6 separate regions of the Mus musculus genome follow, and regions 2, 3, 4, 5 and 6 are each linked to region 1. The links are chromatin contacts, called in public HiChIP or PLAC-seq and promoter capture Hi-C maps. All regions are on one chromosome and are shown on one strand. The core of a region is the stretch at or near the end of the contact, and the rest is flanking DNA. Distances in the headings are between cores, read along the strand shown. Region 1 holds the start of Ring1 (ring finger protein 1). Region 2 holds the start of A930015D03Rik (RIKEN cDNA A930015D03 gene). Region 3 holds the start of Ier3 (immediate early response 3). Region 4 holds the start of Prrc2a (proline-rich coiled-coil 2A). Region 5 holds the start of Ly6g6d (lymphocyte antigen 6 complex, locus G6D). Region 6 holds the start of Msh5 (mutS homolog 5).

Region 1 (4,144 bases), core at 739-3,238:
TGAGGGTGAGCATGGATTGCAAAAAGGGTCTGGTGGGGGCTTGAACAGAGCCTTAAATCTGTAATAGTACTGAAAAGGTCGCACAGGGATTAATGATTGGTGTAGGTTTAGGATTTTGGGGGGGGGGTGTAAGGTAGAGGGGATAGTCAATCTGTATCTAAGGAAGTAAGACTGCCCTTCCCCCACCATCCCCACAGATGTGGCAGATGTGGTTGCATTCTTGGCATCTGAAGACAGTGGATACATCACAGGGGCCTCCGTGGAAGTCAGTGGTATGAGGCCTTCATGGGGAGGAGGACAGGAAAACAGAACCCAGGTTGTAATGAGAAAGTGAGGGGCTCCTGCAGCCTGCAGAGCAGACATCCCTTCTTTAGACCAGGGACAGAAGTGGGTGCCTACATCCCCACCCATGCACCTGTCCCAATGCCTCTGCCCCTCTCAGGAGGTCTTTTCATGTAACTGCCTGATGGAAGCCGGACTCTGCTCACTCCCCCACCACTGCCTGGCCCTCCTGCTGATGAGGACGCTAAGTTCCCAGGCTACAAAAGAGATGGCAGTGTGTGGCTCAGGCATGCTGAATATGGAAGGCAGGGGTGCTTGTGACCCTAATAAATTCCAAATCCTCTTCCCTGCCACCTCCGGTTCTTCTTGTGTCCAAGCCCTCAGACCCTTCCCCACCTCCCCCTCTCTCCCCTTTCCAGGGATTGTTCCCTTTCACTGCCTGGTCTCCCAGGGCAACCCCCGCCGCCGGGTGTGAGAGGAAAGAGTGTATGTCACTGTGTATGCGTGACACTCTGGGTCTTTTCAGAGGGAGGGGATTCTGCCCCCACCCCCTCTCATTGGTTCTGCAGCACCAGTCACCCACCCCCATTCCCCGAGTTCCTTATGGACCCCAAGGGTGATTTGTTCTTGGCCCCATCCTGGTGTCCAGTCTGGCCTTGGAAGGGGGTCTTGGAACAGGTGGCCCTCCCCCACCCCTCCTTTCTCTTTTCCCCTCCCTTCTCTCCACCTTACAATAGCTGCAGCCGGCCTGGGGTCGGATGGGGGGGATTAGGGGAGGGGGCCAGGATTAGGGGAATGGACTAGCCGATGAAAGGGGCTGGAGGAGAGCAGAAGGAGGGGGCTGGGAGGAGGAGGAAGGGGAGGGGGTCCTTGCTAATCGACTCTGGTGCCCACATAAGGACTGGCCACGGACTGAAGGAGAGAACAGGGAAGTAGGGGGTAACTGGGTTGGGGGGCGAGGGGACCCACTGCTAACTTGTCCCAGAGATAGGACACCCCCTGGCAGCCGCTGCACAGGCTGGCGGGGGGGACGAATACCCATCACGGTCTCTTCCTCTGTGCCCCTTATTCCCGACTCTGAACCGGCTCTCAACCGGTATGGCCCTGCTCCTTCTCCTTCTCTCTCCTTCTCGTCCGCTTCCTTCACTCCGAGTCCCGGAGTGGCTTTGCCTACTTTCCCACGCCAGACATTCACTCGTGTGCTCCCCGACTCCCCCCAGGGGCCCGCCCCATCTGGTGTCCCCGCTTCCGCGCGGCGTCTCTATCCCCGGTGCCTCCGATGCGCTTCTCTCCCCGTCCCGGGCCGCGGCTCCTGATTGTCCAAACGCAATTCTCGAGTCTCTGGCTCCGGCCGAGAGTTGCGTCTGGACGTCCCGAGCCGCCGCCCCCAAACCTCGAGGGGGAGAGGCCGGGCGGAGCGCGGGACGGTCCCCGGACACCCGGGACCCCGCCGCAGCCCTAGGATCTCAGGGCGCGCACCCAGCAGCAGAGGTGCAGCTGCGGCCGGCTTTCCGGGGTTCTCAGGCCCGGCTTGAGAGAAGTTGGGGATCAGCGCCACGGAGGGGATCCTCCGCCCTCGGGCTCTCCACATGCACCAGCACCCACCGGGCCGGCTCACCGCGCGCCCGGCGGGGGAGGGGGAACCCGGTTCCACGGCGCGCGTGGCGCGCGAGGGCGGTGACGTCTCCGTCGCGGGGTGGGATACAGGGAGGGCGGAAGTGACGTCGAGCCTCGGCGCCCAGGCCATGGCGGCGGTGGCGGTGGCAGCAAGGGTTGCGGCGTGAGTGGCAGCTGCGGACCGAGCGGACCAGGGCAGCGGAGCCCCGGGGTTCCTGGGGAGAGGCCCGCAGCAGGGCAGCGCGAAGGCCGGAGCTGGGTGAGGGGCCGCGGGGCGCACGCCCAGGGTCAGGGGGCGGGGTCTGCAGAGGGGCGGCCCCGACAGCGTCTCCCCCCACCCCCTTCCGCAGACCTCTCTCAGCGGAGCCCCGCTTGGAGGGGGAGGGTCTGTGCCCCGTCACCATGACGACGCCGGCGAATGCACAGAATGCCAGCAAAACGTGGGAACTGAGTCTCTATGAGCTGCACCGGACCCCGCAGGTGACAGGGATCTTCCAGCCCCAGCTTACCCCCTCCCACCAGCCCTCTCCCTCCCTGCCACACTACTCTTGGCCCGACTCTGTCTTTGAATCACCTTTTATCTTCTCAAAGCACTAAAACACCTACCTCATTTGATCCGATTTAACCCCTCAAAGTGGCCATGGCAGCGAGGTACAGCAGATATCACCGTTTTAATTGAAGCACGGTAAACAGAACTTACCGTCCCGGCCCTGTCCCATCTCAACAGCCACATGTCAATGTACACATATATATATTCATCCTGCGAGCTTAAATATAATTCCCTCTCCAGTTTTCTGACTCACGTGCGCTGGGACGACATCGGAATCTGTTTGACAGACACCCTGAACTTCTAGTCTAGGTAGTCTTGCTCTTTAGAGTTTTAAGAAAGCCTGTTGAGGCCGGATGTGATGGCGAAGGCCTTTAACCCCAGCACTCCTGAAGCCAGGACAGGTGGATCTCTTAAGTTTGAGGTCAGCCTGCTTAGAGGCCTGCCAGGAATACATGCATATGGAGACCCTGTCTTGAAAACAGCAAACAAAAAATGAAGAAGTCTTGTAGCATAAATATCCTCCAACCCATAGATCTGTGCCATTCCCAGCCCTAGTCCTCTCAACAAACCCTGGCCTTTCTGTTTCAAAACTCCTTGTAAATGGGCCCTCATCCCTTCTGTTCTGGTAATCTCCAAGTCATTGGTCTCCTCCATCCCAGAATTCCCATCAGTTTGGTCAGCATGGCTGTCCAGGTTCTTACCTTTCTCAAAGCTTGCCTCTAAAGTCCCCTTCCCCCAACCCACTGCCACCTTCTGATGACCCAGGAAGCCATCATGGATGGTACAGAGATTGCGGTTTCGCCTCGGTCACTGCATTCTGAGCTCATGTGTCCCATCTGCCTGGACATGCTGAAGAACACAATGACCACCAAGGAGTGCCTGCATAGGTTCTGCTCGGACTGCATCGTCACCGCCCTGCGGAGCGGGTAACAGGAGGGACATGTTTGCCATGGGGCCAGGCGGGTCAGCCTGGGCATCCATGATGGGAGTTGGCCCTACAGAGCTCCCTTCCTCCCACACCCAGGAACAAGGAGTGCCCTACCTGCCGGAAAAAGCTGGTATCCAAGCGGTCCCTACGGCCGGACCCCAACTTCGACGCCCTGATCTCCAAAATCTACCCTAGCCGGGAGGAATACGAGGCCCATCAGGACCGGGTGCTCATCCGCCTCAGCCGCCTGCACAACCAGCAGGCGCTGAGCTCCAGTATCGAGGAAGGGCTCCGGATGCAGGCCATGCACAGGTGTGGAGAACCAGAGACCTTGTTACCCATGGGTCTTGTCTGGAGTACGGGCCTGATAGTCTGCATTCGAGCTGCCAGGTGGCGACCGTGCAGCTGACGTTGGGATTTGAGGGAAGTGTCTGTTCTCAAACAAGCTAACCTCTGCCAGCCCTCTTTAGGCCTGTGTCTCCAGCCATCAGATAGAAGCAGGAAGCCTCACTAGTAGGGCCACGGCCTGGGGGGGGCTCCCCCTGAAGTTTAACACTAAGGGCTTGAATCCTGCTCTTTATAACCTGGAGTGTTTGTTTCTGCAGGGCCCAGCGTGTGAGGCGGCCGATGCCTGGATCTGATCAGACCGCCACAATGAGTGGGGGGGAAGGAGAACCTGGGGAGGGAGAAGGGGATGGAGAGGATGTAAGCTCTGACTCCGCCCCAGACTCTGCTCCAGGCCCTGCTCCCAAGCGACCCCGCGGAGC
Region 2 (4,144 bases), core at 457-2,956, 2.0 Mb before region 1:
CAAGTGACTCCATGATGGAAGTGCCATTCAGGATGTAAAACTCAGCACCAAGACAGTATCCCCCGGACAAAATGAAAACAAAGACTTAATCCATCAAAGTCTGTAGTTCTGGGGAAATGTCTAAATGTACTAACATTGCTGTCTGCTTCTGGATAACTGTTCTTGTTAACTCAAGTATGTCAACCCAGAACATGGTTTTTGGTGTTTAAAAGTTCACTCGGGGGGGGGGGGTATGGGGGACCTTTGGGATAGCATTGAAAATGTAAACGAGGAAAATACCTAATAAAAAAAAAACAATAAAAAAAAAGTTCACTCAGAGAAAGACTCGGGGACACTGGGAGCCTGGACACTCAGTGTCACCCCCAGCCAGCTACTAAAGACTTTCTAGTGGCTTAAACCCATGTCTGAGCAATCTTCTCGGGCGGATAATACCATCTGTATTTTCCCTGCTGTGTACGGACATGCTATGAACTACCAGCACCAAATTTCAACTCAGCAAGAATGTGATCTGGGCTAGCAACTTTCATTAAACAATGTTTCCTGTGACCACCCAGGATCCAATGTATGAATATTTTTGCCTGCATGCAGCCACCAGTGCTGGACACTGAACCTGGGTCCTCTGGAAGAGCAGCCGGTGCTCTTACCTGCTGAGCCCTCTCTCCAGCCCTGCTTATTAGACTTCTAACACATCAAGAACTTCATTTCAACCAGACATGGTGGCGAATGCCTTTAATCCTAGCGTTCAATAGGCAAAGGCAGACAGAGTCCAGGCCAGACCCTACTACATAGCAAGACCGCCCCCCCCCCAGTCCCCCCCCCTCCAAAAAAAAAAAAAACCAATATCGAGTTCTCTGAGTAACTGGCTTAATCTCTTCCATGGCTCATTCATCCTGACCTCACAGAAATCCACCTCCTGAATGCTGGCATTAAAGGAGTGAGACACCGTGCCTACCACCATTCCCTTTATAAGGTGTGAAGAGTGGAGACCAGAGGACAACTGTATCTTTCCTAACACAGCCTCCATTTTTTTTTCCTCTAAGACTCACTACTTAGGCTACTGCGGTTCACCGAGTAGTCCCGAGTAGTCCCGGGGATCGGCCTGTCTTCCTCCCAGCTGGGTTTTCATAACAAGCCACCACGCTCACATTTTTAAAGCGATTTCCGATGATCAACCTCGGAGGTCCTGTGCTACAAAGCAAGCTCTTTACCGATTAAGCAACCTCCGCGGCCCTAAACAATGTGTTTTAACACACCACGTTATATATTTCAAACGTGTGCAATTTTTGTCACTTACACCTAAATAAATAAAGCTGGGGAAATTAAAATCTAATGAGGGCCGGGCATGGTGGTGCAGGTCTTTATTTCCAGCACTCCGTAGGCCTAGGCAGATAGATCTGGGTTCGAGGCCAGCCTAGTCAACAGATCGAGCTCCAGGAAAGTCAGGGCTACACAGAGAAAACCTGTCCTGAAATGAATGAATAAATCTACTAAGTAAGCTTAGTTGAGCCGAGAAAATTAAAATGAAAAATACTATAGTAGGCGCTTCAAGTTGCGAAGGCTTGACGATTGTACGCTTTTCTAGATTTGATAACCGACATTTCTGACCAAAACAAACAAACAGCGACTTTAAAAGGTTTTCGTGGGCTTACCGTTTGAGGAAGAGACATGGCGAAACCGGTCTGCGACGCCGGACTAGACGCAAAGCCAAGCCCACGGGCGAAACACATCCGTCTTCTTCACCCGTTGGGTGGGACTTCCGCTATCAAGGCTCCACCTTCTTAAAGGTTCCCCAAAAACCGCTAGCAGCTGGGGACCGACCGTTCAAACACTTGAACCTATGGGGGACCATTTCACCCAAAGAATGGACTGTCAGATGGTATTAGAAATTATCTCGAGCTGGCCGTGGTGGCACACACCTTTAATCCTAACACTCGGCACTAGGCAGGCAGGTTGGTGTCTGAGTTCGAGGCCAGCCTGGTCTACAGAGTGAATTCCAAGACAGCCAGGGCTACACAGAGAAACCCTGTCTCAAAAAATAAAACCAAATAAATAAATAAATAAATAAATAAATAAATAAATAAATAAATAAATAAATAAATAAATAAATGACTTTTTCCAACCATTGAAATCTGCTACGAGTAGAAGAACGAAGCTAAACGGTTTCAAAACAGCAGCAACGCAATAGCTCTAAGATAATTTTTATTTGTGGTATGAGATAAGGTCTTGTTATTTAGCCCAGGATAGCCTATCTGTTCACAGCAATCCTCTTGTCTCAGCCTGAAAAGCTGGGGTTAAAGGGGTGCACCACAGCCCAGCTCCATCGAACGTCGCGCGACGTCAGGGTTTCCTCTGCGCAGCCATGACGCATCTTGACCAGCAGGTGGCACTGCGGAGTCGCAGGTGCGGTGGACCGACCCTTTACCCAAGGCTGTGGGGATCTTGAGTTCCAAGTGTTTTTCCTGCTGTTGCAGCTACTCATTACTTACTACCTACTGATACATAATATTTCAACATAAAGATGAGCTGTAGCCGCACAGCTATCTGAACGTCACCACCAGTTATAGGCTGTTGTGAGCTGCTGGGTGTGAATGCTAGAAACCCTGGAAGAGAATCAAGTGCTCCTAAATTGCTGAGCCTTCTCTCCACCCCATAGCCAAATTACTTGACAATTACATCCTTATTCCAATGCCTGCACCTCTATCCGCTATATGGGGCCTTCAAGCTCATCTCTTCAATGGGTCCACTGCACCACAATGTTCAATGCCACCCTGACCCTGCCCACCCCCCACCCCCAACCCAATTACCTTCAACCTCCATCGTCTTCCTCTGGGCCTTCTCTCCTCCCTCCCCTTTACATTCCTGGTTTTCTCTAACTGGCTTACTCCTCTTCCCAGACAAGAAGTAAGACGCCTGCAAATTCTCCTCTCTTCCTACACAGGTTCTCAGCTTACACTACACTCTGAAGATGACCTATTCCTCTCCTCCCACCTCTATGCTGATGGTGCCCAATGTCTCCAGCCAGCATCTCTTCCCCAAGCTGTGCTTGCATATACTGTCTGCATATATTGTCTCTGGAGATCGCCCATAACAAACATGCCAAACTAGAGCCATGCTACACTCTGTTCCCTTACTCTACAACTCCATCACCAACACACACACACACACACACACACACACACACACACACACACACGAGAGAGAGAGAGAGAGAGAGAGAGAGAGAGAAGCAATCCAACAGCCTGTCCATCTATCAAACAGTCAAACAGTCTTTCCCCCACTGTTTCTGGTTCATTTTCCTTCTAGGATGGCTATAAAACCCTCTGGTCACTTTCCCCTTCCAAATAAATGTCCAAGTTGCAAACACAGTGGTCTACAGCCAATTATTTCCCTGCCTTTTAGTCCTAGGGTTAAATTTTTATTATTTTTTTTTTCCAACAGGGTCTCATGGTGGAGCTCTGGCTGGACTGAAACTCAGAGATCTGCCTGTGCCTTCCAAGCTCTGGAATTAAAGGTGTGCCCCACCACACCCAGCTCTATGGGTTTTCTGTTTTGTTTCCAGACAGGATTTCTGTTTAACAGCCCTGGCTGTTCTGAAACTCACTCTGTAAGATAAGGCTGGCCTCAAATTCACAGAGATTCAACTGCCTTTGCCTCCCGAGTGCTGGAATTAAAGGTGTGTCCCACCATGCCTACCTTCACGGATTCGTTCTTTAAAATGGGGACTGAAGAGCTGGCTCAATGGTTAAGAGCTGAGTTCAATTCCCAGCAACCGCGTGGTGGCTCACAACCATCTGTAATGGGACCTGATGCCCTCTTCTGCTGTCTCTAAAGACAGCTACAGTGTACTCATATAAACAAACTAAATAAATATTACTAACGTGGCCGGAGACCTCTACAACCTCTCCTAACTCCTTGCACTCGTTGCCCCAGAACGCGTCTTTACACCACCAATGCACACACTGCGTTCCCTCTCACTTCCACCTACCTTTTGTATGTTCTCCTCTTTCTTCGGTGCCCAGGGTTACTGTCCATGGTACACCGTTTCTCTCCACCCTCCTGTATGGTAGAAACAGCCCCTCAGCTAGAACACACTTCCTGGACCCGCATCTGTGGAACCCCTCTAGCCCAGTGTTTAGTTTGGCCT
Region 3 (4,144 bases), core at 715-3,214, 1.8 Mb before region 1:
GACACCCCCCCCCCGGACTTCTTCCTCTGTGCCAGTTGATTCTCACAGTCTTCCTCTCACCGCGCCCCCTAGCCCCTCTACCACACAAAGCTCTCCCGCGCCCAGGGGTCTGCAGCAGTTCCGCAGCCTCCAGGCTCTTCAGTAGCCCAAGGCTCCGCCTCCCATCCCCACTCACCTTCCGGAACGTCCCCGTAAGCAACCCCACCGGGGTCTTGAGAAGCGCGGAGGCCCGCAGAACCCCAGAACGGGGTGGGGACTGCTCGGACACCCGGCTTAGTGGAAGCTGCACTTGCGCCCCCCACCCGGCCGCACCCTGTTGCAGCAACAGACGCGACCCCGCCCCCTCCCAACCCCTCGGTCCGCCCCTTTCCCGGCAGGCTCCGCTCGGGTCCGCAGCACTACAGTTCTCGGCAGCCCAGGGGGATGCCAGACATTCTCCCCCCCACCAACAACCAACCCCCCCCCCCCCCCGCTCGAAGCATTGGCGTGGAAGCTCCGCCCCCAACCGAGGCCACGCCCTTCCACTCTGGTTCCTGAATACCCGCCGCCTGCCATGAGTAAGCAGGTTGCCACACCACTCTCTAACTGGGAAAACCGCACACCCAGCAATGTATGACTGCATCCGGTGACCGGATATAGGTCTGTAACTCCAAGAAAGAGTTCAGGACCCAAGAAAGGGTGAGGACTGGGCACCTAGTCACATCCTCCCGCCACTCCCCCCTCCCCCCCGCTTGAATGATACACTTCGAGAACTGCAGATAATAATGACAGGCAAATCAAGTTTATTCGTGTTCACAGAACATACATACTAGGCGACCCCAGACAGCCGCCCTCTGACAATCCATGGACCCAAGACTCCTGCAGCTGCCCCTGAGAAGCAACCAGAAGACATCAAAGGCCGGATTCCCAAGGGTCTTCCAAAGCCTTACAACAGACTACAGAGTTGAAGTGCTGGAAGACGGAGTGTTACCCCTAATCTTATTACACCCCCCCCAGACTAATCCCCAAGCTGGGAGTCCTACCACCCGGGTCCTCCCTCCCACAACTCTGTCTTACCGACCCTATAAATCGTAATAAATATCTGTGTTACAGCAGGGAGGCATATCTCGCACCCCTGCATAAGTTAGAATAAATATTACATACACCCCTCCTTCACCTAGGAGGATATACATAAATACATAAATATTAATTAGACACGGAGAAAGTCTCTGTCCGTCCCCAGTGGGCCTAGCCAGGACCCGCGGTGTCTCTTGGCGGTAGTGTTCTGAGTTAGCGTTGCCTTAGAAATCCCAGTTTGGGATACGTTCTCTCGCACCAGGTACCCATCCATGGTGCCTTTGTTTCTTCGGACTGTGACCCATCGCGTTTAGAAGGCCGCCGGATGTTGCTGGAGAAAAGCTTTAAGATCCAGCGCATAGTCCGAGGACTCCGAGGTCAGGTTCAAAGGCTCGAGGACCGGGGGCGCAGTAATGGGCGCAGAAATGGGCTCAGGTGTCACGGCGCTGGTAGCATCCTCCGGAGCCAGGGGCTGCGACACACCCTCTTCAGCCATCAAAATCTGGCAGAAGATGATGGCGAACAGGAGAAAGAGGACCCTCTTGGCAATGTTGGGTTCCTCGGTTGGTAGCTGGCGCCGGACCTGAGCAGATAAAAGAGGGAAACGTCAGATCGAAGGTCCCTGCGCCTAGTTGTTACCTACAAGTTCCAGGGCGACGCGACCTCCTGATGCCCACTCGGGCGATACTCACCACTCGAGGGTAGAGCACCCTTCGGCTGCGTTTTCGGTGCCCGCGAGAAGTGTTCAAACGCGCGGTGGACACCACGGCCCGCTCCGGGAGAGGGTCGAAGGTGAAAATTTCGGGACCAGAGCCCCGCCGGAGTTCCGGGCCGGTGGAGGGAGCTGGAGAAGGGGCCCTCAGGCCAGTCATGGTGTGGAGATGGTTGCGCGAGTGGCACATAATTTAGACGTTGTGCAGAGAGTGTAGAGGAGTGCAAATCCCCCGCAAAGCAGAGCTACTTATAGAGCCAAAGAAGGGGCCGGGCCGGGGGGAACTCCGCCCTTCGCAGCTGGGGAGCAGTTGGCTGCAAGGGGCTGGAAATTCCAAGGAGGAAGCAAAATGTAGGCGGAGCCTTGATTGGTTATTCTCTAGGTGCCCCAGTGCACGTTCTTTCCTGGGAGTAGTGAATGCTTGTGGGTAAAAACATTGGGAGTAAGCTCACGTCCGGACATGAGGTAGCTAGAGAGGGGCTCTCAGACACGTAGCAGATGGTCCAGCCACCCTCCTTAGTGAAGTCCAGCAAGATCAAGGGACCACAGAAAACACATTCACGTACTTACTTGGAGGTATGCGCAGGAAACAGGAGGGAAGTCATTGCACAAACTTCCAAGAAGATAAAGAACACACTAGAACCCACAGACCGGGCTCTGCCTGCCTCCGTTCACGTGAAAACCATACACACATCACAGAGATTTCAACAGAGCACACGGACACAAAACTGCAATGGTTACTTAGGGACACTCCCGAGACGCTATTCAAAGGGATAGAGGGAAGACAGGAAGTCCGAAGCTCCTGCCTTTGCCCCATACTAGGTGGGTCACAAAATAAGTGAAGTTTCTAAAATTATGAGACTTTGTGCCCGTCGTCAATAGCACCATTAGGAACCCACGGGATCCCCGTAATGCTTGAGAGACCGCTTTCCCTGAACACAGAAGTCAACATTTCTGAGCACCTCTAACAGTCCGAGTGAAAGTGTGGTGGAAACTACCCATCACAACATGAAACTTCAGCCCTCTTCCCAGCCTGCCAAGCGGAGGCAGGAAGACACAGCAAAGCAAGCTCCAGTTTCAAACGACAAACAAACAAACAAACCAAAACCATAACATAGAAGGGGGGGGGGGGGAGACACTGGTGGCACAGTTCTTAAGAACACTGCTGCTTTTGCAGAGGACCTGGAATCAGTTTCCAGAACTCAAGTGGCATCTCGCATCCAGTCCCAGGAGATCTGATGCCCTTTTCCCTTTTTGATCTCTGTAGGCATCTACATGCATGTGGTACACATACATACTCAAAGACAAAAGACTCATATGCATAAAGTAAAAATGAGACATATCGCTGGGCGTGGTGGTGCATGCCTTTAATCCCAGCACTTGTGAGGCAGAGGCAGGTGGATTTCTGAGTTTGAGGCCAGCCTGGTCTACAGAGTGAGTTCCAGGACAGCCAGGGCTATACAGAGAAACCCTGTCTCGAAAAACTAAAAAAGAAAAAAAAGAAAAAAAAAAGAGAGAGAGAGTAAGAGAGATATCTTAAAACAAACAATTTGGGTGAGATGGCTCAGTCTGATGTCCTGAGTTTGATCCCTGGGATCCACGTGGTCAAAGAAGATAACTAATTCTTAGAAAGTCACCCTCTGACTCCCATACGTGGTCACATATGCCCACACATACACACTCCCGAATAAGCAATTGAATTATATATGAATATATGTGCACTCTTGAGAGCTCCGAGCTCAGTTCCATGAGAGGAAAGCAAGCCAGGTAAATCTGTCACTTTGGTCTGAAAGATTTTATCCCCTGGACTTAGGAGGGAACCATGACCAGACTCTTCTGATGGGGACCCTGAGGAGTTAGTGTTCACATCTGACTCATAGTAAGGGAGGCTTCAGTCAGGGGTGACATTTGAGATGACCCGTTAGGTGGGATATGACACATGCAGATGTAAAGGGTGACTGTAAAAAAAGAAAAAAGAAAAAAAAGAAAAAAATCAGCAGAGGCTCAAAGCTGGAAAAGTACAGGATTGATTTGGGGGAATCTCAAGAAAAGCCACCTCACAGTAAGTTTCCTGTGTAGGAGTCATGGAAAGTGCTAACAGTGGGATGGTGGGAGAGGAGCTGGGCAGAGAGGAGAGCTCACCAGACAGGCTGAAAACCCACGTTTGACCCCAGATCATAGAGCACAGGCCAGGAATAAGAGCAGTCTAAACTGGAAGCTGCCTGGGATGAGGACCATGCCCCCGAGGGGAAGAATATGAGGGGCAACAAGCTACTGTAGGGACCTCGGGCAGGGACTAACAGCAACCTGACTGAAATGAGGCTCCAGGACTAGCATGAGATCACTTGATTTAGGTAATCCATTGAGTGTCATTGG
Region 4 (4,144 bases), core at 823-3,322, 1.1 Mb before region 1:
ATTCTTTGATTTACCTACATCAGCTAGGCACAGACCTGCAAACGTTTGCCTCTACTCTCCAGTACCTGAGCTATATCTTGCAGCAATGGCGCCCTCTGGTGTAAAACTCTCATGTAACTCTTGTGTAGGTAGGGATAGGATAGGGATACTTCAACCCTTGGCAGCAACTGGAATTGCAGCTTCCAGGTGTGCCTAGCATCCTTCAGACCTTGACACCCATCAGCATTTCAGTTTCAATGTGTCTCAAAATGGACTAATATTGCTCTGTGTGTGTGTGTGGGGGGGTGGTACATATGGAGGCCAGAGAGCAACCTTGGCTGCCATTTCCCAGATCATGCCCACCTTGGTTTTGTGTGTGTGGTTTTGAGATGAGTTCTCTCTTCTCTCATGGCCTTGACCTACCTATGAGAGTGTGGCGGCAGGCCAGTGAGTCCTAGGGGATCCATCCGTCTCTCGCCTCTACAGCACTGGAACTACGGCGGACGCCAAGTGCTTCTTTCTCCCTCCCCCCCTACTCTCTCTCCCCATATATCTTTTAACCTGCTCCCACCAGGACAGTCAGGTTATTCCTCTGCCTCTACAATATCCCATGCATGTCTCTGGTACTTCAAACTGTTACTGATGACCACTGGAGAGATGGCTCAGCACTTGCTGTTCTTTCAGAGGACCTGGATTCGATCCCCAACACCTACATCTGGGAACTCACAATCACCAGTAATTCCAGTTCAAAGAGATCTGAACTCCTCTTGGTACAGGAACCAAGAACCCAGGTGGCACCAGGAACCCACTTGGTACATATGCATATATGTAGATATGCATACAAATAAAATAAAAACAAATAAATGTTTCTAGAGTTAGGAAAATGGCTCAGCGGATGAAATGCTTGCTAACAAGCATGAGGACCTAAGTTTGGACCTCCTGTACTCATGTCCAGGCTGGGCAGATCACTCCTGTCTGTAACTTCAGCACCGGGATGCAGAGATAGAAAGATCTCAAGCTCTTTGGCCAGTCCATATGGAATCTGAGCTCAGCCATCCAAGTATCAAGATTCACTGAAAGATGAAAAGAATGTCTCAAAAAATAAAGTGTTTGCGCGAGCCCTCTGGACGTCAACCTCTGGTTTGTAAAGGCCAGTGAGCACCCACCAATATACATAAAAATTCACAGGAAAATGTTGAGTAAGTGTAAGTGTGGTGAGAGGCAAAGATTTCTACAGTCAAGTACTAAGAAACAAAGAGGGGAAGTAGTACGACCTTTAAAGCTGAAACTCATTGTTGAAGGAACATTAATTATAAAAACAGTTTTTAAAACTATTGAGCATAAAAATTAAATGTCAAATATCCGCCGTAGTTAGTCGCTGCTAAAATTTGGAAGAGTAGGTCATTCCTTGCCTTTGTTCAAATTGTTTGCATATATTATGCAAATACCCAGAACCATTCGAAGAACGCCTACTCGAAGAAAGTCAATGATACACTCCTCTGGACCCTTTGATTGGCTTGCCTATCCACTTCATTTGCATGACGTGATTTGATAACTGGAAAGCCCCGCCTCCCTGACGCGTTTACCTCTCACGAATGGACACCAGACCTGAAATTCTTCCAGGGTCTATGTAACTCCGCCCTCGACTAACTAATCCCTTCCATTCGTCGCAGTTCTTTCCGTCTTCTCCGCTGAGAGTGACCGGGGCCTAGCATCCCTTCCCTGCGTGTCTCTCGGCTCCCAGCCGTCCGCGGACCAACTACGCATGCGCATCCTTTTTCTCCCACCATCCGTCGTGTAAATTCTGCGCCCCAACGGCCTCGCATTCCGCCCGGTCTACGCGTCTCAACTGCCGACGCCAAGACGTCTCCCTAGCCAACCGGCGTCCTAGCGTCTGTAAGTCCCTCCCCTTTATGCAAATATCCTCCACACACTGCCTTTATTTTTTTAAAGTAGGGACAGCCCTGAAGAGCGGAGGGGTCGGAGAGTAAGGGCTCCGCCCCCTATGCAAATAAGGGGGCGTGCCCAGCCGCGGAGGGAGGCGGGAGGTGGGGGGTGTTCCCGGGGGCGGCGGTTGCCCGGATGGGCCGTTAGTCGGAGCCCAGCCGCGGAGTGAGCGAGGGAGACGGGAGGAGCCGAGCGCGGCGCCATCCGCCGCCATCCGCCCCCGCCCCGCCGCCATCCGCCCCGGGAAGCCTTTGAGCCCGGGTCCCGGACCCCCACGCACCCGGCTAGGTGAGTCTGGGCGAGCTGGGCGCTGACGCCCTTTCCGGCGCGGGGCGGCGGCAGCGGCGGCGGCGGGCCGGGGGAGAAGCTGCCATCAGCCGCCGCCATCTTGTCCTCCTGCCGCCGGCCTGCCCCTCCCCCTCGGCCTGCGCCGGCCGCTCCCAGGCCGCTGTGGAGGGCTGGGGGCGGCCGCGGCCCAGCAGCCTGCTCCTCAGGGCACGACCGCGCTCCAGGCCGCGGTTCCTGCTCGCGTCGCGCCCTCGGCCCCTCGGCCGGCCCGGGGCCCCTCCGCCGCCTGTAGACCTACCCTTTGAGGGGCTCTTGGTGTTTCTGGAGCCCTTGCTGCCACCCGGCGCTATGGCTCCCGGTCTTTCTTGGTCTTTGCGTCGAGTCACTCTGGTTCTGGAGCCCCGCTTTCGGCCAGCATCTTCGCCTTTCTGCGTCCCCCAAGCCTCTGCGTTCCCTTTTCCCCCCATGGCCCTATCTCCTCCTCTTCCCTCTTTTCTTCTGAGCTCCCCTGACACTGCCCCTTGTCAGCCTTCCTCAGCCGTTCCTGCTTCCCTCCCTGCTTTCTGCTTGATTCTCTCTTTAGCAGTTGAAATCTGTCTGCTCTACGGTTTTTCTGCTTTCTCCCCCTTTCATGGTAGATTTCAGATTGCCTTCCTTAAGTGCCTAGAGAGCAACCCCTGTCTTCTTTTCTCTGGCTTGTGGTAAAGTTAGTTCTCTCCCCGATTTTGGCTTTCATCCTAGGCCTGCATGCTTTCTTGCTATCTTCCATCTCTTTTTCACACTGTTCCCACCCACAAATGAATGCCCGGTCACTCGAGGATGGATTCAGATGTAGAGTTTTTCCTGCCTGAGGAGTAAGGGCTGTTAGGGGAACAAATGACTGCTTATGAAGAGACTGGATGAGGATAAAAATGGTAGTTGGTTCTGGGTTTGGCCTCTGCTGCCTGGCCCATGGTTACAGGGTGTTGTCGAGGTAGCTCCGTCATGCTGTGGTTTTCCTCAGTTTTACATGGGGTCCACTAGTTTTTTGTTTTTTTGTTTTTTTCTGCCAGCAGAATTGTTTCCAAGAGCCTGTGTGGGGGCTATGTAAGGAATAGATGGAATATTTTGCATCCAGGGGTTCTGTGGAGCCCCTGTTGTTTAGTAAGGCTTAGTCTGGCACCAGCTCCTGGTCTGAGAGCAAGCTCATAAAAATCCTTAAGCTCCCAGCATACCTTCCTTCAAACCTCCCAGATGGGACTTAAGGCTGCTGGGAATGAAACCTGGGACACAGGGCCCTGGGGCGTGATTAGGGAGCTGGTGTCTAATAGGTTGACAATCTGAAGTTCTTGTACTTGCTCGATAGAGTTGTGTACCTCATTCTGGTTTTCTCTGGGGCTTTGACTTGGTTGTTCAATTTAATCGTATGTCTCTGAAATTATTTTGGAGGAGTGTAAGATTAGTTGCCATTTCTAAATGGCACAAAGGATAGATGGGTAAGATACTAGGTTGCTACTTGGTTTTCTTTGTTGGGATATGTCAGGGGGAAGGGGGCTGTGGAAGCCAAGTGGATGGTGGTTGCTTAAGAGACTGTAGTGTTTTACACAAGCCAGAGAACCAAGTATTTGGGCCCTAAAGAGAATGCAGAGAGCTTCTAAGCTTTTGTCTGAAAGGGGCAGAACCTGAACTGCCTACTGTCTGGCCCACAGGCACCGGCTCGTTTTGGGGGAGGTGCCTGCAGGACCCAACGTACTCAATGAGCTTCCAGCGCAATGTCCGATCGCTCGGGGCCGACTGCCAAGGGGAAGGATGGAAAGAAGTATTCCTCGCTCAACCTGTTTGATACGTATAAGGGCAAGTCCTTAGAGATCCAGAAACCCGCTGGTGAGGGTCCTGTCCTGTAAAGACGTTCCTGATATTTGCAGGCTGAGCATGTGTGGGATATAGGCTT
Region 5 (4,144 bases), core at 1,147-3,646, 1.1 Mb before region 1:
AACCCTATCTCAAAAACAAAAAACAAACAAACAAAGACCCCAGAAGGAAAGGAAGACAGGAGTTGGAGCTAATGTAGGGGCTTGCTGAAGGCCTGGACAGCTCTGCTCTGACACTGCTCTTTCCCCACAGACAGCATCCAGACCATCTACGTAGCCTCCGGGGAGTCAGTGGAGATGCCGTGTCCCTCACCTCCCTCCCTACTTGGGGGCCAGCTTTTAACCTGGTTCCGCAGCCCTGTAGCAGGCTCCTCCACCATCTTGGTGGCTCAGGTCCAAGTAGACAAGCCAGTCTCAGACCTTCGGAAACCCGAACCCGATTCCAGGTACAAACTCTTCGGAAATTATTCCTTATGGCTGGAGGGGTCCAGAGATGAAGACGCTGGACGGTACTGGTGTACTGTGATGGATCAGAACCACAAGTACCAGAACTGGAGGGTGTATGACGTCTCTGTGCTTAAAGGTGAGGTGGGTCTGAAGACCTCTCTGGATACTGGAGATCAGGAAAAACACACAAGAGACTGAGGAGCCTCTCTCTCCTGCCAGGATCCCAGTTCTCTGTGAAGTCTCCAGATGGCCCCTCTTGCGCTGCCCTCCTGTGCTCTGTGGTCCCTGCCAGGCGTCTGGACTCTGTGACCTGGCTAGAGGGAAGGAATACCGTGAGAGGACATGCTCAGTACTTCTGGGGAGAAGGGGCTGCCCTGCTCTTGGTGTGTCCCACAGAGGGGCTTCCTGAGACCAGGGCCCGTAGGCCAAGGAATATCCGCTGCCTTTTGCCTCAGAACAAAAGATTCAGCTTTAGCCTGGCAGGTAAAATCAGGGAGGGAATGGGGAAAGGAATTCTCTCCAACCCCTCTCTCAAAGTTGGGAAAGAGGACAAATAATCACACCAGTAACTAGGGGGTAACTTTCCTAGAGGGGAAGGCTTCCCCATCTCCCTCATTGACCACATCTATCACAAAGAATAGTCGCTTAAACCAACTTCCTAGTTTTCCAAACCAGAAAGGTGTGGTGGCACATGCCTTTAATCCCAGCACTTGGGAGGCAGAGGTAGGTGGATTTCTGAGTTCGAGGCCAGCCTGGTCTACAGAGTGAGTTCCTGGACAGCCAGGACTATACAGAGAAACCCTGTTTCAAAAAACCAAAAAAAAAAAAAAAAAAAAAAAAAAAGGAAGGAAAGAAAAAAGAAAGAGGTTAATCTAGGGGTGAAGAGAGAGCTCAGCCAAGTAAAAATGCTTGTAATACAAACATGAGAATCCGAGTTTGAACTCAGGAGACACGACACACACACACACACACACACACACACACACACACACACACAAAGCGCCAATCATGATGATGCAGACTTATAGTCCCAACACTAGAGAGTCGAGGCGGACGGGCCCCAGGGCTCTCGAGCCAGCCAGCCTGGCCTGCTTTATGAACTCCAGGCCAGTATCTACCTCCAAAAATAAGGTGGATATCTCCTGAGGAAAAACACTGGCAGTTGTCTGCTAGCCACCACGCTCACGTGAACACACACACACACATACACACACACACACACACACAGGCACATGCTCGCACACACACAAGAAAGAAATAGGCTGGGCACGGTGGCACATCCCTGTTAGCACATGGGAATTAGAAGGAGGATAAAAAGTTTGAGGACAGCCTTGGCTATATAGTGCGTTCAAAGCCAGCCTGCATTACATGTGACCCTGCTTCTCTAAAAATAAGTAAAATCACCAAAAGAAAAGAAATAGGCCTGTGCCTATAATCCTAGCTCTCAGGAGACAGAGGCAGTCAATAGTGTGAGTTCAAGGCCAGCCTGGTCTACATAGCCAATTTTAGGCCAACCAGGGATATAGAGAGAGGTCTAGTCCCCTCACTCTCCCTACCTCCACCAAAAAAAGACAAGAAATAGACCAGAATACGAGCCAAGCATAGTGGTACACACCTTCAGTCCCAGAACTTGGAAGGCTGACACAGAAGTTCAAGGCCAGTCTGGACTCCAGGAGACCCTGTCTCAAGAACAAATGGAGGAAAGACACAGACAGATCTATTCTATGTGGATTTTTCTATGGCAGAGAGGAAATACATAGGGATTTCTGGGGTGCTGACTTCCAAAGAAGGGGTCACATATACTGCGGTATAATGGCCTATTGATAGGGAAGGTTGAAGCAGAAAGCTTATAATTGTTAGACAAAATAAAAGGCCATTATATTGAGAATGAACGCTACCAGATGGAGAATAACCCATTTATCAGTCAGAGAGAGGAGCAAACGGCCATTGTTCTCCGCAAGGCCTAGGGGATGAGGAATGCATAAGGAACTGGAGAAATGCAAACTCATTTTCCATGTGTGTGATTTGCATGTGTGCATGCATATTTGCATGTGTGGGGGCACTGCCTGTCATTCTTCTGCTGTTACAGCAGCTTCCGCGGAACCCTCCCCTACTGTTTGTGCCACTCTCCCGAGCTGGGACGTGCCCTGGATACTGGTGCTGTTGTTCACAGCAGGCCAAGGGGTCACCATCATAGCCCTCAGCATAGTGCTCTGGAGGCGGCGGAGGGCCCAGGGGTCTCGGGACAGAGGTGAGTCTTTTCCCAGAGAGGTAACTTGGGTGTGAAGTAAAGGGTTAGGCTCACATCTAGACCCTGTCTGCTCTAGGGGAGGGGAGGCAGGGAATAGACCCCTGAATTATCTGGTGACTTCACATCACATGGCTCCCTTTCCCCAGAACCCTCAGTTCCTCATTTCAAGCCTGAAGTCCAGGTCTATGAGAACATCCACTTGGCCCGCCTTAGGTAAGTAGCCTTAAATCCCAGAGGGGCTGAGCATGGGAGATTGTTGCCTGGAACCTGGGGTTGGATTGCAGATGGGGATCCTGGTTCCTGAGAAAGTCCAGGAGCTTTAACACAGCCTTTTGCTTTTGCAAACTCTATAGCCCACCTAACCACAAGACCAGGTGATCCTGGAGATATCTGCGTGGAAAAGCCTGACCCACAGTCCTGTGTCTCTAGCCACTGGCACCTGAAGGATTCCCTGGAACTTTGGCCAAGGGGTGGCTGAGGGTGTGACTCGTACTGGGCTTCCAAGAGCCACCAAGCTGGAGGGGCCAGGGACAACATAAGGAAGCAGTAACATCGTTCTGTGATGTCACCTACAAAAAAAGGTGTGGTCTCCTGTCTCAAAGCAGCCAGCACATCAGTGTGACTCCGAGTGAGGAGGGAGGATTATGGGGTCTGGATCTGTTGGCAGGAGGGACAGGCGAGCCCAGAGACATGAGAAGTGGTGGGGCATCTGTCATCTGTGTGTGGGGTGGAATGAGGGAGAGAGATGTCGACAGACCCAGATGCAGAGTCTGGAAAAAAGCAGCCGTAAATGGCAGATGTGGGAGACAGAGAAAACAGAAGACTTAACAGGCTTCCGAGTAAATCTGACGTCCCCTCCCCGTGTTCTTCGCACAAAGAGAAGCTGAGAGGGAACAAGACCTCTTTAGTCAGGCCCCAGTCTTCTTCCTCTTATGGAAAGGCAGAAACCAAGCCCAAATGGGAATGCCTGTCCTCAGCCCCACTGGGGCGCTGTCCTTATCCAGCACACACGCTCCTCTGACATGATCCTCTGTGGTTCTCTATCAGCACGAGCGAGCGGCTTATCATTTCTGACTCACTGTGAGCTCTGACCCTCGAACCAACCAGTCTCTTGCTATCTCCCTGGGTAGCGGAAGCATACCCAAGGGTTGGCAGATACATCCCAAGTGGAGTGAGTACCTCCAGGCTGTCCGAACAGAGGAAGTGAAAGAGGGTGTCGATGCTCCCAACAAAACCAATCTCTAGCCTCCAGAAAGAAACCCAGCTGGGATCCAGACCACACCCCCTCACCACACACACACACACACACACACACACACACACACACACACACACACACACGCACGCACACCCGTCACAAGCCGCTTGGCCAGGTGCCCCTTTTGACTCTTCCTTCAAGCTTGGCTCTCAAAGGAGAGAGCAGGCTTCTTGGATCTTGCCTGCAGCCTTCAACCTGCAGCAGTTGAAGCCCAGGTGTTGGCAGGGAAGAGGATGACAGCCACACAGGTGGAAACCGGGGTTGGGGAGCACCATGAGGGTCAAGTGTGGCAGCAGCGCAACCAGCCAAGC
Region 6 (4,144 bases), core at 922-3,421, 1.0 Mb before region 1:
TCGAGGCCAGCCTGGTCTACAAAGTAAGTTCCAGGACAGCCAGGGCTATACAGAGAAACCCTGTCTCGAAAAAACAAAAAACAAAAACAAAACAAAAAACAAAAAAACCTAAAATATGTCTGCCAATATCTAACCTCCACACTCTAAATTTCTCTACTATCGACTAGCTTTCTTTTCTTCTCAGTCTAACACACACACACACACACATATACAGACATATTTGAAGAAAATATTCTGGACTTGGAAAGACAGAGAGGAAAGACTGGGCTGGAAACTGAAAGAGGCAGGGAGGGCTGAGGTGAATTGATGCATGTTTGCTGGAACAGCAGTTAGTTAGTGGTTTCCTCTTGTGCTTCCTCTTCTGAGAGCTTTCTCCTCCCTGGGGCGCGGGGGGCGGGGGGGGGGGCTGGCTTATCTCTCTCCTCCCCAGGAAGGCAGAATATACTTGGTGTTTGGGCTTTTGAACTACAGCGTTGCAGACAGTTGTAGACTGACTCATGCGTGAGCCCCAGCTGAGTCCTAAGAATGTTCCCTCTATGCTGACCCTTGAGATCTGCACCAGAGCCTCTTCCCACTGATAAGAGAGATGGCTTCCATGAAGCCTTATTTCCCAGACACCTCCTTTTTTCCCTCTGGTCAGCAAGTGGCCAGCGGGCAATCTGCTCACAGTTAGATCGCTGGGAGAAACTTTAGATTCAAACAGGTTTGGCTGCCTCTCTTGGCTGTCTTTATGGCCGCAGCTGCTCTGATCATCACTATTGACTGTGGCTGCCTGAATTGCTACGCACACACAAATGCGTTATCTTGCCTTTATTTTCCAGGCTGCTCTGTCCTGGGATCACCCAGCAGTGCTCCTGGATTTGAAGCCAGGACTGCATTAAAAAAAAAAAAAATGTAGACTGCCATCTTATCTCTGAGCTCCCACTTCTTCTTTCTCCAGCTCTTCTTTTCTTCTGCTGCCTTCTCTTCCTGGGTCTGATCCCTTCCTCTTCTTGGTAAACCAGTCCCTAATCTCTTCATACCCCAGAATGGAAGGTGTGTCCCTCTCTGCCACTCCCCAGAGCTGTCACCAATAACCTCTTCCAGGTTTCCATAACTCCATTGCTCAATAATTTGCCAAGAGTAACCATTAACCCAGCCCTTAGACCTGCTCCCCTTTGGAGATGATTTTTCCAGTCGCTGATCAGCAGAGCCAGGTCACCTCATGCCATTTCTGAACCTCAGGCAGGATCTTAGTTTAGTGTAGCTAGGACAGTTTTTAAAAAATTATGTGGTGTGTGAGTGTGAGTGTGAGTGTGTGTGTACAAGCAGCACAGGTATGGAGGACAGAGGACAATCTGGGTACAAAATTGAAGGTACTTTTACCTGCTAAGCCAGCACTGAAGTTTTTGTTTGTTTGTTTATTGTTTTGTAAAGTATGGTTTTTTTTCTTTCCCTCAGAAACTCCTTCCTTCTCCTTCTTTCCCATCCAGATGGATCATCAGTCAGAGATACCCTGTGTCCTTAGGGGTGAGAGGACTGTAGTATGGTTGTATGTGTTCTAATTAGGTCTACTTTCAGAATTTAGTGTCTTTCAGATACTTATACTTCCTCTTCAGGGGTTCCAAAATAATCAAGCCCCGTGTTGCTCCTGTGGTTGGTGATCATCTCCTGCAATCAGGAAACAGGCAAAGTAGGTCTGAAACAGGAGTTAGTTCTTACTTCCACTTATTTATTTAAAACACTCATGTAGCGCTTACTTTGTTTGCTGGGCACTGTTCTGAGTTTTTTATAAATATTAACTTAGTGGGTACAAATATTAACGGAGTTGTTGCTGTTGGCACAGGTTGAATTAATGTTGCTTCTCTCCACTCTTCAGGAAGGAGGAAGACTGCCTCTGGCCCTTTAAGGTCGGCCTCCGGGCTCTGGCCTTCTCCACCGTGGCCCAGACCCTTTTTCCAGGCGGGGACCTTAGTTTAGGGCGGGCTCCGCCCAACATCAATCAAAGCTCTGCGACACGGCTGCTTAGCAACGGCAGAGGGCGGGAATTTTGAACACTCTAGCACCGCCCCCAATGCAAACGGACCAATCGACATCTAGCGTCCTCACCGCCTTCCCGTTGGATGGCTAAGCAGACCCTTTCAGCCACTAAGGGGGCGGGGCGAGCGCGCGCGGCCCACGCCTACAGGCTGCAGGCTTGCGGCGGTTGGTCAGGGAGGTGGATCGTCGCGGCTGAGGTGACGGAAAAGGCGGGAAAGTGCTGCGAATTGGCGGCTCCAGTGGGGTGGGGGTGGGGGAGGGGGTGGGGGTGGGTCAGGAGAGCGCGCTGCGGCTGTAAGGGCGTGGGTGGCGGGAGAGACTTGACGTGACAGCGCGCTCCGTCAGAGCTTCCAAAGCACGGCTTCGAGTGACAGGAATGAGGGTGGGACAGTAGCTCGGAGCTGCTCCCAACCTAAAGGGGCAGCCCCCGCGCCTGTCCCCTGAAAGCCCGCGCACCAGCCGCCTGCTGAATGCTGCTTTTGGACCTCCTTCCCCTCCCATGTCCTCAGAGTCGCCGAGCCCATGGCTTTCAGAGCGACCCCAGGCCGGACGCCGCCGGGACCCGGACCCAGATCCGGAATCCCCTCAGCCAGCTTCCCCAGCCCTCAGCCCCCAATGGCGGGGCCTGGAGGTATCGAGGAAGAGGACGAGGAGGAGCCCGCCGAGGTGTCCGCGGAGTTGGGAGGGCTGGGAGAGGCTGAGCCGACCCCGTTTCACGTTGACTAAACTCCCCATGAGTGCCTATCTCCGAGATTTGGTTAAATGATTAATAATAAGGGATGACCAATCCATGCCCTTCCGAGGGATTCAGATATCGATCCCCTTTCCTTCCTCGCGGGACAGATCCATCTGTGCGTGCTGTGGAGCTCGGGATACCTGGGCATTGCTTACTATGACACTAGTGACTCCACTATCCACTTCATGCCAGATGCCCCAGACCACGAGAGCCTAAAGCTTCTCCAGAGAGGTGCGACAGAGCCCTGCATTCCTCTCCTCTGGGGTGGGACGTGTGTTCACTCATACATCCTCATGTAGTTTATAGTCACCTGATTTAGGAATTACTTATTCAACACAACTTTATTAGGTACCTACTGTATGTGAAATGCTACAGATTTTGTCCCTGGCAAACCATGATTTTAGTGATAGTTTCCAGGACACTCTTGTTCCTTCCCACCGTGCCTTTACTAAGTCTCCTCCACTGCGCTCCCAGTGTGCAGACCATCCCTTACAGACATAAAATAACTTTAGTTTGGTTTTGGTTTTTTTTTGAGACAGGGTCTCACTATGTACTATGTGGCTCTGGTTTATCCTGAAACCTATTGTGTAGATCAGGCAGATTTTGATTTCATGGAGATTCCCCTGCCTCCCAAGGGCTGGGGTCAAAGGCATGTGTCACCATGCCTGGCTAAGATGATAAATTCTTGAGGAGAACAGACAGTGGCAGGAAGAGAGCCACCACTTTCCTCTTAGTCACAGTGGAGATATCCTTCGACTCATCAGGCACCTTCCTTCTCTCTTCAAGTTCTGGATGAAATCAACCCCCAGTCTGTTGTCACAAGTGCCAAACAGGATGAGGCTATGACTCGATTTCTAGGGAAGCTTGGTAAGGATTGCATAGAGAAGGGGAAATGGAAATAGACTACTAAATCTTTGGCTGGGAGGGAGCATGGGACAATGACAGGCCTGAACTGTACAAGACTGTGGCCTCTTGCCTCCACAGCCTCCGAGGAGCACAGAGAGCCAAAGGGACCTGAAATCATACTTCTGCCAAGCGTGGATTTTGGTAGCTCCTTCCTTTTATGTTACCAGCCCCCATCCCAGGGCCTCTGTCCTTTCTCTGAAAGGAGCTCCTATTATCAGAAACCTTGCCTCATGTACTCTTATCTGGAAGCTGCTTCCCACACCCCATCATGAGTCTCCCCGAGATCTCTCCTGCACCTTTACTATCTTTAGTACAACTTACTGAGAAACTATGGGGTTAGGTATGTGAGGAATGGGGGAGTGGAAGAAAATGGAGAGATGATACTCTTAAAAACAGTTTTGAACGTTGGAGCCAAAGTCCTTTGTTGCATTAAAAAGGAAACGGCACTGTTTCTGGGAACCATGGTCCATAAGGCACTCCCTA

What was found. Promoter capture Hi-C pulls out the DNA fragments that hold promoters and counts their contacts. HiChIP or PLAC-seq counts read pairs in DNA pulled down with a chosen protein or histone mark. Capture Hi-C pulls out chosen DNA fragments and counts their contacts.
Region 2: a FOXA1 HiChIP or PLAC-seq map of pancreatic cancer cells shows a contact between it and region 1. The contact joins the promoter of A930015D03Rik here to the promoter of Ring1 in region 1. A contact is called at or near these places in 1 of 39 promoter capture datasets (cranial neural crest) and 2 of 115 datasets of contacts at active chromatin or transcription factors (microglia and pancreatic cancer cells).
Region 3: a promoter capture Hi-C map of adipose tissue shows a contact between it and region 1, with 3 times the contacts expected there. The contact joins the promoter of Ier3 here to the promoter of Ring1 in region 1. A contact is called at or near these places in 3 of 39 promoter capture datasets (cranial neural crest, hippocampal neurons and liver), 1 of 484 Hi-C or Micro-C datasets (B cells), 4 of 115 datasets of contacts at active chromatin or transcription factors (astrocytes, embryonic stem cells, forebrain and 1 more) and 2 of 9 other capture datasets (adipose tissue and liver).
Region 4: a promoter capture Hi-C map of liver shows a contact between it and region 1, with 2.8 times the contacts expected there. The contact joins the promoter of Prrc2a here to the promoter of Ring1 in region 1. A contact is called at or near these places in 6 of 39 promoter capture datasets (the 3T3-L1 cell line, hippocampal neurons, liver and 2 more), 1 of 484 Hi-C or Micro-C datasets (cerebellum) and 6 of 115 datasets of contacts at active chromatin or transcription factors (astrocytes, craniofacial prominence, differentiating embryonic stem cells and 3 more).
Region 5: a promoter capture Hi-C map of adipose tissue shows a contact between it and region 1. The contact joins the promoter of Ly6g6d here to the promoter of Ring1 in region 1. A contact is called at or near these places in 5 of 39 promoter capture datasets (the C10 cell line, cranial neural crest, hippocampal neurons and 2 more), 1 of 484 Hi-C or Micro-C datasets (B cells), 3 of 115 datasets of contacts at active chromatin or transcription factors (embryonic forebrain, large pre-B cells and pancreatic cancer cells) and 2 of 9 other capture datasets (adipose tissue and pancreatic islet).
Region 6: a contact with region 1 is called in a FOXA1 HiChIP or PLAC-seq map of pancreatic cancer cells. The contact joins the promoter of Msh5 here to the promoter of Ring1 in region 1. A contact is called at or near these places in 2 of 39 promoter capture datasets (liver and pre-B cells), 2 of 484 Hi-C or Micro-C datasets (both in embryonic stem cells), 8 of 115 datasets of contacts at active chromatin or transcription factors (astrocytes, craniofacial prominence, embryonic stem cells and 4 more) and 1 of 9 other capture datasets (pancreatic islet).

What each region holds. Positions count from the first base shown.
Region 1 is chr17:34,022,524-34,026,667 of GRCm38.p6, reverse strand. Ring1 (ring finger protein 1) reads left to right here and starts at 1,988. Exons shown (of 7, transcript NM_009066.3): 1 at 1,988-2,158; 2 at 2,250-2,379; 3 at 3,215-3,375; 4 at 3,474-3,689; 5 at 3,983-4,144. The coding sequence starts at 2,302. It overlaps Mir219a-1 (microRNA 219a-1), which reads left to right and starts at 1,576; the gene lies at 1,576-1,685. Mir219c (microRNA 219c) reads right to left here and starts at 1,656; the gene lies at 1,597-1,656. H2-Ke6 (H2-K region expressed gene 6) reads left to right here. Exons shown (of 9, transcript NM_013543.2): 7 at 1-5; 8 at 198-272; 9 at 443-635. The coding sequence ends at 459.
Region 2 is chr17:35,992,066-35,996,209 of GRCm38.p6, reverse strand. A930015D03Rik (RIKEN cDNA A930015D03 gene) reads right to left here and starts at 1,706. Exons shown (of 2, transcript NR_015618.2): 1 at 1,650-1,706.
Region 3 is chr17:35,819,533-35,823,676 of GRCm38.p6, reverse strand. It overlaps Ier3 (immediate early response 3), which reads right to left and starts at 1,964. Exons shown (of 2, transcript NM_133662.2): 1 at 1,749-1,964; 2 at 766-1,639. The coding sequence starts at 1,958. The coding sequence ends at 1,367. It overlaps Flot1 (flotillin 1), which reads right to left and starts at 320. Exons shown (of 13, transcript NM_008027.2): 1 at 176-320.
Region 4 is chr17:35,162,805-35,166,948 of GRCm38.p6, reverse strand. It overlaps Prrc2a (proline-rich coiled-coil 2A), which reads left to right and starts at 2,072. Exons shown (of 31, transcript NM_020027.3): 1 at 2,072-2,214; 2 at 3,903-4,077. The coding sequence starts at 3,966.
Region 5 is chr17:35,079,491-35,083,634 of GRCm38.p6, reverse strand. It overlaps Ly6g6d (lymphocyte antigen 6 complex, locus G6D), which reads left to right and starts at 2,396. Exons shown (of 5, transcript NM_001371028.1): 1 at 2,396-2,575; 2 at 2,722-2,788; 3 at 2,929-3,156. The coding sequence starts at 3,138. It overlaps Ly6g6f (lymphocyte antigen 6 complex, locus G6F), which reads left to right. Exons shown (of 6, transcript NM_001163192.1): 2 at 131-460; 3 at 544-807; 4 at 2,414-2,575; 5 at 2,722-2,788; 6 at 2,929-3,097. The coding sequence ends at 2,953.
Region 6 is chr17:35,044,772-35,048,915 of GRCm38.p6, reverse strand. Msh5 (mutS homolog 5) reads left to right here and starts at 2,171. Exons shown (of 25, transcript NM_001146215.2): 1 at 2,171-2,216; 2 at 2,529-2,685; 3 at 2,863-2,986; 4 at 3,542-3,622; 5 at 3,740-3,802. The coding sequence starts at 2,542.